Linked DNA regions of Drosophila melanogaster: region 1 is linked to region 2. The links are chromatin contacts, called in public HiChIP or PLAC-seq maps. All regions are on one chromosome and are shown on one strand. Each heading gives the region's core, a stretch centred on a gene start, on an enhancer-like site or on the middle of the called end of the contact. The rest is flanking DNA. Distances are from core to core; before and after follow the strand shown. Region 1 holds the start of CG33941. Region 2 overlaps pan (pangolin).

Evidence for each region. HiChIP or PLAC-seq counts read pairs in DNA pulled down with a chosen protein or histone mark.
Region 1: a contact with region 2 is called in an H3K27ac HiChIP or PLAC-seq map of the Kc167 cell line, with 3 times the contacts expected there. The contact joins the promoter of CG33941 here to the enhancer-like site in region 2. A contact is called at or near these places in 23 of 107 Hi-C or Micro-C datasets (the Kc167 cell line, the ML-DmBG3-c2 cell line, the OSC cell line and 11 more) and 1 of 6 datasets of contacts at active chromatin or transcription factors (the Kc167 cell line).

The regions. Positions count from the first base shown.
Region 1 is chr4:463,111-469,439 of dm6, forward strand. It overlaps CG33941, which reads left to right and starts at 4,387. Exons shown (of 4, transcript NM_001347760.1): 1 at 4,387-4,583; 2 at 4,641-4,884; 3 at 6,047-6,220. The coding sequence starts at 4,741. Taf3 (TBP-associated factor 3) reads right to left here and starts at 3,718. Exons shown (of 8, transcript NM_143666.3): 1 at 3,391-3,718; 2 at 1,687-2,205; 3 at 1-1,630. The coding sequence starts at 3,559. Asator (asator,) reads right to left here. Exons shown (of 14, transcript NM_001272127.1): 14 at 6,299-6,329.
Region 2 is chr4:112,380-117,928 of dm6, forward strand. pan (pangolin) reads left to right here. Exons shown (of 12, transcript NM_001258477.2): 12 at 1-1,891. Ank (Ankyrin) reads right to left here. Exons shown (of 12, transcript NM_001169348.2): 10 at 4,307-5,549; 11 at 2,879-3,625; 12 at 2,695-2,823. The coding sequence ends at 4,490. Among named protein-coding and RNA genes, the nearest start is that of Ank, 15 kb to the right of the region's middle. Within about 2 kb of position 1,937, at least 22 of the 39 cell types and tissues checked have an H3K27ac peak or open chromatin away from gene starts, as enhancers often do. A contact at or near this core is called in the Kc167 cell line, the S2 cell line, brain and 2 more, where this site is marked.

The DNA of each region.
Region 1 (6,329 bases), core at 3,137-5,636, 350 kb after region 2:
CCAGGATAATCTATGAACGGCGAAATAGGTATTCTGTTACCGTGATTCCCGAAGCCAACTAAACCAGTGACTGCAGGAAAAAGCCCAGGTCCAGTAGGAATAAGACCAGGTCGTGGTGGAAATTGCAATAAAGGAAGCAACGGAACCATTCCTGTTTGAATTCCAGGGTAAATTGATGCATTTGACAAAGCATTGGATATAGTCACAAATTTATCTGAACATTGTACATCATTATTTTGTTTTGTGGGTCGAATAGAATTATGTAGTGTTGATGCCTTTTCAGGAGAACAGCTCTTGTCTAATTGCATTACATTTTCTGGTAATGATTTGTACTTTTTTCTGTCCTTTTTTTCTTTTGCATACAGGTTTGACAAAAAATTATTCGAGGGCTGTTCGGTATTACACAAGTTGAGAGGTTCTGTTGGCGGGGAGACGTTTAAAGAACTTTGGGTTATTATCATTGGAGATGATGATAGAGGCAGTGTAATAGCTTGGCTTGACTTTTTCCGTTCGACCTTATTAATTAAAGGTTGCGATACAACATTTGTTTGTTTTATTACATTTTTTCCTCCAGGTTTGCGACCTCGCTTTTTTGGCTTTGGCGAATCAATAATTGACATTTCAACGCCTGCTTTAGTTAAAGGTATAGTTCCATCGAATATATTGCAAGGGTTGATTTTCATACTCGGAACGTTTTTGTTTTCAGAATTTAGACCAAGTGAAGGTGTAGGAGTTATAGTAGTCCCCGATGGAAGACTAATTAATGCTGAAGGGGTCATTGTGCTTCCAAATACAGATACCCCGGTTCCAGGAGGTACTAAAGTCGCCCCAATATCTGGACGTGGAGTACGTGGCTTAGAAATTTTCTTAAAAATGTCCAATTTACTTCGTTCTGGTTCTGATCCACTTTTTTTTTCTGCCAATAGCACTTGCGTTTGTTGAATTACAGATGGCTGCACTGGATAAATTGAATTTCGAAAATTATTTTCAATCTGGCTTGTTACTGTTGGCGGCTGACTAGGGATATCAGCTTGTAAAGCATTTTCATTTGAGTTAGCTTTTATGGCAAGGCCGCTCGTAGTTTGAGAATTCTGCAAAAAGTGTTTTTCGTCGATGTCCAGTTGAAGATCATTTTGCTTAAGTTTGGACTGCTTCTTAAATATTTTTTCTAAATGTTTTTTATTTGGATCGAAGGATCCGCGGTTAAATTTTTTTTTTAACTTTTTCATGTTTTGTATTTGATTAATTGAGCTGTCTCTTTGGTTCTTTGAGGTTTGTTTATACATTTTTAAAGCTTTTCTCTGTGACTTTTCCTGAGCTTTTTCAAACGGATTAGTTAGAAGTTCGCTTTGACCGGGTTCGCATATTAAATCATGTTTCTGTTTTCTATTCTTCTTAGGTGTTGTAACAGTTAGCATCGTATGGTTGTTAGACGCATATATTATTGAAGACTCTGAATGTCCACTTGTCAATAATGCAGCATTTTGTTTGAAGATTTTAGTTTCTGAGGGAATGATTTTTCGTGGATTTACTGTTTTGTCTCTGTCAGAAAGCGCCAGTTGTGGAGATTTTTGTAACGAATTTACAATTATCGTCGGTGAAAAGGGTGCATCCAAACCTAAAAATTTTTCTATAAACACCGATACATGAAAATTTATTAAGCTGTGGTATAAGGATAGGTCGTACCAACTATATCCGGTATGATATCTTCGGGGAGCTTGCCTTCAATAGCTGGACTTATGAATCCCCCTGTTGTCATTACCACGCTGCTCATTTCGCGGACTGAGCTCCCAACGTCCAATTCAAAGGCATTCGACCGGAAATTTATCACAGTATTAGGAGAGATAGAATCAATGTGCTTGGCGCCTAACTTATCAGCTGCGTTTGTTGAACTATACTCTGCTTTTGAACAAAACTCTTGCTTTTCCGAAAATTCCTTTTGAACATCGGCTGGAATTTCACGAAGTTCGGGGTCCTGCATTGGTGGCAAGTATTCAAATATGTAGACAGGTCGCGTTAGAGTTTCAGCGCTTCCAGGCTTAAGGAAGTTCATGTTTACAGATTTTCCAATGGGAAACTGTGGTACATCCCGGATGAATCCAACAGGCTCGACATTACCTATGTAGTCCAATAGTTCTTGAACATTGATGCTGAGATTTTTTATACTTAAGCGTGCATCCTTAAGGTTCGGCTCTATCCGATTTGCTAAATTAGTAATATATATACTTGTCAATTAATATTTTTATAAATTTTATCCAAATAAACAAAGCATTTTTGATTTTTTGTTTGGTTTTAATAAGATTTTTTTGAACTCATATAAATAACGTTATTAAGTAACATACCAAGCAAAATTAAAAAGAAAATATAAGAGAACGCTTTAGTCGAGTTCCTCAACTATTTATTTTTATTTCTGTTCCGGTGGTTACAAGGAAGATATATCTTAATCTAAGATATATCTTAATCTAAAATATATCTTAATCTAAGATATATCTTAATCTAAGATATATATAAATCAAAGATTTATTGTTTTTTTTTTTTTGGTGTTTACAAGACAATTAATGAAATAATAATTTGCAAAAAATACAATCTACATGCCTATTGAGGTTTCATAATCCCCAATCGAGACCCCGGCAGTCCCACAATTCATCGCTCCTTAAAAACATCCCAAGATCATCGGTTTCGCCCACAGTACCAACTGCTTTGGCTGCACAGCCACAAGCAGGGAATCAGCAATAAATTATGGATCTTTTATTTCCAGCCGAATGCTAAGCTGACGCTCTAAGTCGCCGAGCACATAAGTTTCGTAAGAAACTTTAAATTTTTAATGCGCATCGGAACTAGAGAAATTATATACTGATGTAGGTGAAAGGGACTGGGCGAGGAAAAGGGAAATAACAATAAAAGAAAGAAATAAATTAAAAGATTACTTTTCTAAGAGGCACGCTTCCTTTTTCGCGGATAACTGGGACTAGATTTATGCGAGTAGCAGGCGCGAGCTTAATCAGGAAATTCCAATGGCAATGGATTCATTTTACACGCAACAACACGTACTACTCGCAGAAGCGATGTACATTTTTCGTAATACATTTCTGTACACATTATACTAATATATTTTACTTTAAGGTTAAACGGACAGGTTGACCGGTATTCTAACGCAACTGAAAGCAAAATGCCCTAACTCCAAACAAAATTGTTTTAATGATAAATAATGATTTATTAATGATAGTCTGATGGAACTGCAGGGATGATAAGTTATACATTTATGTACATGTACATATATGTCACATACTTTTTATTGAATCTCTTATTCTACAAGTAACGACTATAACTACTCAGGCTTTGTTGTATTTCATGATCGGTTCCGTTGATTTGAGGGTCTATACCACTTACCGTGTTCCATATGTCTATGCATGTCTCGAGCGAACTCCTGTACAAACTTCTGCAATATGTCTTGCAACAACTCCAAGGGTGCACTTAGAGTGCAGCTGTAACCAATAGTTTGCGTTATCTGCGCAACGACAACAAGGGCCAAATCTGAAGCGTATCTGTCTGCCATCATGTTCTTTCATGAGGTACACCTTCTTTAGAAAACCTTGGAAATGCTGTGAATAGGTTTAACCGTCCCACGAACTTCCTCTTGTTATTAAAATTAATTGACTTGGTGTCTACACCTTTATTAGACGAACTACAATCTGTGGATGTTTAGTTAACGATAACTTATCGATTTTGCCTTTGATGGGAAATATATCGATATTTGGGGTATGCCAAAAGTGGTAATCATGGGGTTCAATCAAATTCAATTGATTGACCAACATAAACAAACTGCAATTTTTTATGTGGTTTGAAAGTGGTTATAAGGGCAGATAAAAGGTTTGCTTTCGGTATGTTCGCTGTTAGTGTTCGAATAAGACACAAATTTTGAAAATAAGACGAAAAAGTTTTCTAATCCTTCTATTCTTTAAAATAGATATTGAACGATGGAAATATAATTAGAGCTTGTTTAATAATAGAGCGCTTGAATGCAGAGTGAAACGAGAGTCTTGTGTTGTTACCCGTAAAAATGTTTTAGTTTTACTACTACTATTACTATTATTACTACGATTACTTACTACAAATTTTAACAGCATCTAATGTTATGTTTATTGTGGAAAGAAAGTAATGCCCAGAACAGCTATGAAATTACCGAATAAATAATAATATAATTATAAATATAAATAATATATATAAATATAAATTTAATAAAATAACATTAAGCCTAAAATCGCTTCAAAAATATCATGTGAACTATATCCCAAACATGTGTATATATGCAGGTAATTTAGTGGAAAGAGGGTATAATGTATAATGACACAAAACTACTGATAGAATACTAGTTATATTTTCGATCAGTTTAGAAGAAACTTATATCTTAAGACATTTATTGGGTTAGGTATTGTTTCCCATATATGTTCTAGTCGAGTATTCACACAAAGAAGCGTGCGACAGATCTTCGGCACTTAATATTTTGTATTTGTAATAATGTAAAATATAAAAATTAACAAATAAAACAACTATATGAACATTTGCATGTGTTGGGTATATGTGTAAGTCTAATAAAAAGTTTTATTCTACTTAAAGCTCAAATCCTTTAAACTTTTCAGCTAGTTATTGAAATACTCAGTATAAATGAGTAAGAAGATCTCCATCAACATTGATCTGACCAACGTTTTACTCCTTTTTTAATCTAATAAGAACTAAAAAATGCAACCATTGAACTCGAGCATTGATAAAGCAAAACATTTTTTCATAGAGAGCGGGATCTTAGGACCCGTTAACTTTAAATATTCTCATGACATGATTCGGAAGACGTCTACCATTCACATTGACGAAACTCTTAAGAATCAGGTAAGGGTGGATAATCTGATTCCCAACGAATACACGTTTACACCTATGTTAACCATAATAGGTGTATAGGTATCGTATTTCCTTACATATACTGAAGATTTCATATGCAGTCGGTCAGTTATCGAGTAACTGGTTAGTCCGTCTGACTATCAATCTGAACGCTGTGATCTCGGGAACAATGAAAACTAGAATATTGATATTAAGCATTAAGACTCAGTCACAGAGTCTGTAAGAGTTTGTTTCATGCCGTTGCGACGCTTGCTCCAACGACGACGCACCCTCAATATTCATACGGTCACAAAAAATCAATCAACCACTAGCAAAAACACGAATACACTTCAGTGCGCAGATTTCTCATTTTGCGCATAATGTACGAGCTCAAAGAAGCTGGAGTCGAAAAAATGGAATTTTTGAAATTTAAAAGCTGGAATCGTTTGCTCATTTGTTGTCTTTATTTGCCCACGTTTGGCCACTCTTTTCAATTTTGAAAAAGTGAATACTTTAGAAAATATGAGACGTTCTAGTTAACCTCGGTATTATTATTTTGACCATCTCTTAAAACTAAATATTATAAAAAAAAACTTTTGCCCAATCAGTATTCTTAGTTTTTATCGTTTGTCCATCCTTTAAAATTAGTTTTTTTCGTTTTCCCATCCTTTAAAATAAGTATTTTGAATTAAAAACGTTTGTCCAACCCTTAAAAATTTTGTTTTTTTGTGTTCCCACCTATTAAAACTAAATTTCTACATATGTATGTAATAATTGTAAGTTGTGGCGCCAATTCGCATGTTTTAGGATCGGCGGACAAATTCACATATGTACTTATATGATGATGATGAACATGTATATACATATCCAAGTTCAAGAAAATTGTGGAAGCGAATGATTATCGTTATGTAAATATTGGAAAAAACACGTAACGGATCGCGATCTATGTACATATGTATGTCTGTACATACATATTAAAAATTGGATTTTCCGACCCCAGCTTCTTTGAGCTGAATGTATGTATGCCTAGTTTCAAATAGATGCGGTTATTCACATTGATTAAAATTTAAAATAAACATGCGAGATACCTATGCATCTCCTATTGTTTTCAAATGTGTACATGAATGCATGTATGTACCCACATATGTATGTATGTATGTCAAACACTTTTTAGATTCGAAAAACATCATTGGGTATGCGATCGAGGGCATTTAGAGAAAATAATTCATTAAACAGTTTCGACGATACCCTTATAAATCTTCAAAACGAAATCTATAACATAAGAGATTCATTAGTCAATGGCGAGACTAAAATTATACTTCTCCGCACTGAAATTGGCAAATTAAAGGTAAGAAATTTTTTTCAATTAAATAGGCCTTTAGGCTATATATTTATTTCATATATAATATTTTTACGTATTTCCTGGGTCATTAAAAACTTCTTAAAAGAATTCATAA
Region 2 (5,549 bases), core at 687-3,186:
CTGTATTTTTTTTCTAGTAATAAAAGATGTTTATACTTAAATTGTGCAATTTTTAAAAAATCATAATCATACATAATACTTAATTTCGGCTTCACCCCCGAAACTCTAATCGTTGTAATAATTACTAAAAAAAATTTACTATGATTATAAGAAAACAAATAAATTTTAAAGAAATGAGAGTGTCATAAGAATAATTATGATTACGCAGTTTCATAAAGTAAAATAATATGCTTTAAAAAAAAATAATGTGAGTAGGTTATTTTGGAAAACATTCTGGTTGCATTAAAATTTAACTTTTACCATTTATCTCCAACCGTTTTTAAGATTCATAACTAAGCTCGGCATTTGTACGATCCCAATAAATAAGTTAATGAACCTATATTATGAAACCAAAAAATTTGTGAAATTAATAAAAATAATTGAACTTTAAATTTACATCAAGTTTAGAAATTCAACAAATACACTGCTGTGATAAATCTAATTAACGATTTATATAGGGCTCTAGTCACATAGATACATATTATATGATTATAAATCTATATGTATATATGTATATGTATTTAAACGTGTACATACAGTTATGCACACATTTACATATATATGTATCAATCGTAAACATATAAATTTATTAAGAATCTGCGTTACAACAGTTCGGTGGTCATGATAATTCAAGCAAACTAACAAATCATATGTAATCAGAAGAATGTAAAGGCCATTGCCAATTTAAAAGACTGTTTAACACAAATTTTATACGTTTAATTCCAAAATTTATCAGTACACAAAATTGCTATATAATGCTTTAGTCTTTATGTTTAGTGCAAATCGTTATCTAAAATGTAATGTTAGTATAAAAATAAATATCATAAGCTTATTATTTTTCGATATTTGCGGTTCCATCGTGCTTCCATTGTCTGTGTTTTTGTAAAATATTGCTTTTTATTCAAACGACATCGCAACTTCATTTGTTTGATTAACAAATTCCTTATTATTTCATTTCTATAATTTGTGTAAAAATCAATTAAGTAACACGAGTAATACACTATAATAAAAGTACCCCATCAAATCAATTAAGTGGATCAACAACGAATATGTAAATATATGTTGCATATACATGAAGTATTCTATATAAATTCTTTTTATAATGTTAAAAATGAGTTTGTTTGCTTTTTTTAAGCTATAATTAAATATAAAATTAAATTTCATTTTTAATACTGCAATATTGGTCGACTGATGGATTCTTAGCGTAAGATAAGGTTTAGATAGTAGAAAGGGTTAACAATCGTATACTAAACCTACGCAGATATACAAATTTCTAATATTAAGATGATAGTAATCACAAATATAAGTTTAATAAAATAGTATGTATACACATAGGTAATAAATAATGTACGAAATATAGAAATAATGCAAAGATATTGAATAACAATAAAAACAAAATTAAACTATTAACTTTTTATATACTGACGCACGGCAGAATTATTGATGCAATTCTTAAATTTTTATAAGACGTGCCTTGCAAATATAGGAAATGTTACGTCGGTATGTAAGTTCATACACCCGAGTGCCAATTGGATCGTCGCAAGTCGCGCAAATTGATCCCCCCTTTTACCAAGGTCATTAAAAGTTATGTCATCCTTTTTGCCCTACAGCACCCTGTAAAATGTTCTCATTCTATTGTATTTGTCTTCATATTGTATATTTATTGAATAATTGCTGGCTTGTGCCATGGGCATACATTAAAAGATATAAAGAAAATTCGGTGACTGTGTTCCGTCAAACTTACCTCAATCCCATCCTGGGCGATGAGATCTGGACCCTTGATCCTGGGCATTTCTACATATTAGGTTGTAATTATACATACATATACACCTTCTCCAATATAGTACAGATTAAAAACATTTACAGAAAAACAAGCACCATCAAGAAGGTATTGTATATATATAAGTAGGGCCGTATGTATGCTTGTATGCAGTATGCACTGCGGCACGCTCCAGCTGCGGGGCCGCTATCTTATTCTCCGATTTCTCGTTCTCCCACTTGTTTTGCATTTTGTTTTGGTTTTTATTTTATATTTGTTAACATTTAAAATGCATGATTTCACTCTTAAATTTGTCACGGATTACTATTGCTAGTAATTACTATTACTATTATTAATTTTAATGCCATTTCCGGTTTAGGTTTGTGTCGGTGCATTGCTTAATTTGATCTGCCGACTCCGTCTTTTGATGATGTTTTCACATTTTGCATTTACTGCGATGGACGATGGATCTTCTTTAACGCATTGTGATAGGAAGCCTCTGTACAGATCTCTTCTACGCATTCGCCAGTTTCAGGAGCACTAGAAAAACTAACACCATGGCGATCAAATTAAGAATGTTCTTTGCGCCTAAGGTCTCGTCCATGTGGTAAATCAATTCCACGGCGGTGTTGTCAAAGGCCTTGGACTGCTTGCTCTCCATATTGGAACTTCCTTTCTACTGGTTGAAAATGTTTTTTTTTTTTTTTTTTTTAAATAATCATTCTATTTATTTTGGATTCAAAAGGAATCGTTCAGTCAATTCCTCTAAAACTTAACCTATTGTGTGTATAAATGTATATGAGACCAAGTGGTTTCTTAATTATTAAGTAGAAAAGGAAAAAAAAAGAATTTTTCTAGTTATTAATTACTTAATGTGTAATATTTTATACTATCCTCCGGGTAGGGAGATCGGTGGGGTGTACCCTCTTCAGCCTTCGGAGGGAGATGGGATTAGCTAGGATGTTTGCTAGTTGATTCGGGTGGACCATAAGCCTGTCGGCATAACGGCTGCTGTGAAAATTGATCTGATTGAGAGGGATAACTTTCAGATCTCTTTCGATTACCTGGTTTGTCACTTACCAGGGGAGCCCAGATGCATGGCTTGCAGCTCTCGACTGGACCACACGGAGCCTATTGAGCTGGGATTTGGCGGCAGTTCCCCACACCTGGATGGCATAACTCCACGTTAGAGCAAGTATGGCTTTGATTAAAAGAGCCTTAGAGCTCATTTGTAGTTTACTGGAGTGGAAGAGCCAGTCGAGCTTTTTTAGTTTCGCCAGTGACTTGAATTTGACCGACGTGATGTGGGCCCTCCAGGTCAGTCTCCGATCTAGATGAACTCCTAGGTAGCAGTGCGATGTGACATTGTTGACGGGGTTTCCATCAAAAGTCAGATCTGTGCAAGTTCCGGGCCGCAGGGTAAAAGTTACACAGGCTGACTTCGAGGAGTTAATGGCCACATTCCATTTGGCAGTCCATTTTCGACTGCATGCAGCCATTCCTGGACTGCGTTGGAGGTTGAAAATGTAGGTCCTTCTTCAATGGACTTCCTTAGCGACTTCTTTTTTTATCGGACTAGAGGACTAGGATAATATTTTACTATTTCCCCTATTTTGGGAGTCAATGCCCGACTGATGAACTTTGCCAATTAGAATTAGAATTTCCATGTGAACAATTGTGCCCGTTGGAATACCTATTTGACGCTCGTTATTTGTCGAGCTGCATTTTCTTTGTTAATATCACTCTACACTCCTCCTCCCTCTGTTTCAGATCCTTTGCTGCTCGATGTGTGACGCACGATGTTGCGTACGTAAAATAAATTTAGATCTGTCAGGGGAATTCGATGTAGTAAATGTAGTGGTAACGGGTAGAAATATTCTGAAACATTCTTATGTTTTATTCCTTTTATTCCTTAGCTTGCCCTACCGTGGGACCTTTAAGCTTATTAAAATCTACCCCTTGCCGGCAGTTGCTTTAATTGAGAAAACTTTAAGGAAAACTTTTACGTAATGAAGTGGCAAATAATGAAAATTTAGTTCTATGAAGAAGAATGTCGTGTATTTGATGTAATTTTTTAAGTGAACCTTAAATGATGGAACAAAAAGGTTCACATCAGATGACTGCAAACATCAGTCATATTTCTGATGGTATATCTGACTATAAATTCAAGCCACTTTAATCCTCCTTAATTAAATGAAGTTCAAAGCTATAAATGATTCAACAATTTATTTAATTAGTACGATTTTAAACTCTAAATTATAACACTGTTAATATTGTTTTATTATAAATTGCAAAGTAATACATTGAATAATAGTTCTGATTGTCAAGAAAATGTTAAATTTTTAGAAAACTTAATAAATCGACTTTAGGTAAATTATTTAAGATATCGGCAACTATTTCATGATGAATACCGCTCGATTACTCATCGATTACTCAGGTAAATCGACATTTCTCTAAAACAAAATAATATTATTTTAATGATTTCATGTCGTTATACACTTTAATTACCTGGTTTTCAAGTATTATAATTTGTTCTTCTTTCTAACGTAATGGTCAAATGTTAAGTATTGCATTAGTATCAATTTACTCCTTTTAGTGACACCTGCGTTGCAGTACATATATTTTATCAATACTAAACTTACCATCTGCGTTTTTAAAAATATCTTGCTAAGGACCTGTAGACTTTGTAAATTACTGTTCATAATCGCCATCTTTTTCAATTCCGGCAGTCGGCAAAACTTTTTCCGGTTGATGAGTGCCAAACTCTGCATTTTTAAAGCTTTTCTCCACTATATCTGAGCGGCCGATTTTGTAGAGGGCTTCAGCTAGTACATTGCCCGTCAATATGCCTCCATGTTCTAGCCATAGCTGTAACATTGCCATGCTCTGCTTTACGCTGTCGTTTAACAAAAATTCTGTTTTAACAAGATCGATATCGGCTTGGGAAACACCCAATACATTTGCAAGCAAAGGCCAGTCACTTCCTAAGTGGCTACATATGTCGTCTAATATTACATCAGCCTCATGAATTAGTTTGATGTCACTTGACATTATACAAGCTTTAGTAATATCAATTTTCTTCACCTGTTGTTCCTTTACTCCAAATACAATATTTTCATTGTGGTTTAATTTTCCATGCGCATTTATACAATCGTTCAAGCTATGCAGGTTATCTCTTTCGAGATGGTTTGTTATAGTTTTAAAATCCACTGAAATGTTCAGAGTACAAAGCGGCTTCAGGGGCACTTCATCTGGTCCTACCATCGGGTAGGTCATAAAGCAGATGCGACCATGTGGAAATTCTTGATCTTTAATGTGAGCACTAAAGGAAAGCCGGTTTTCGCAAAAAGGTTGAAACTTGGTATACAGCTGTTCGCCTTTCTTTAAAATGGGAACAATGTTACCAGCGAATTCAAGATATACAATTTGATTTTGCAATACTTCGATATCCCTGCTTTTGGCAACTTCTTTAAAATATTCTTGTTGCTCAAGGGTCTTATCCTCTTTATCATCAGTCATGCAAAATACTGAAAATTTTGCTTCCGTTTGGGAAATTCGTTTTGCAAATATTACAAACTTGACATAAAAAGGAACTTTGGCCAAATGACTATAAAGTTCTGTGGCCATTCGTCCTGCGTCTATGATATTACGGCAATCTATTAGCCAAAACCGGGCAGAAACAGTAGTGGTAAATGTTACACTGTCTCTAACAAATGACAACGGTGTTGATCCAGTAACATCCTCCCATGTT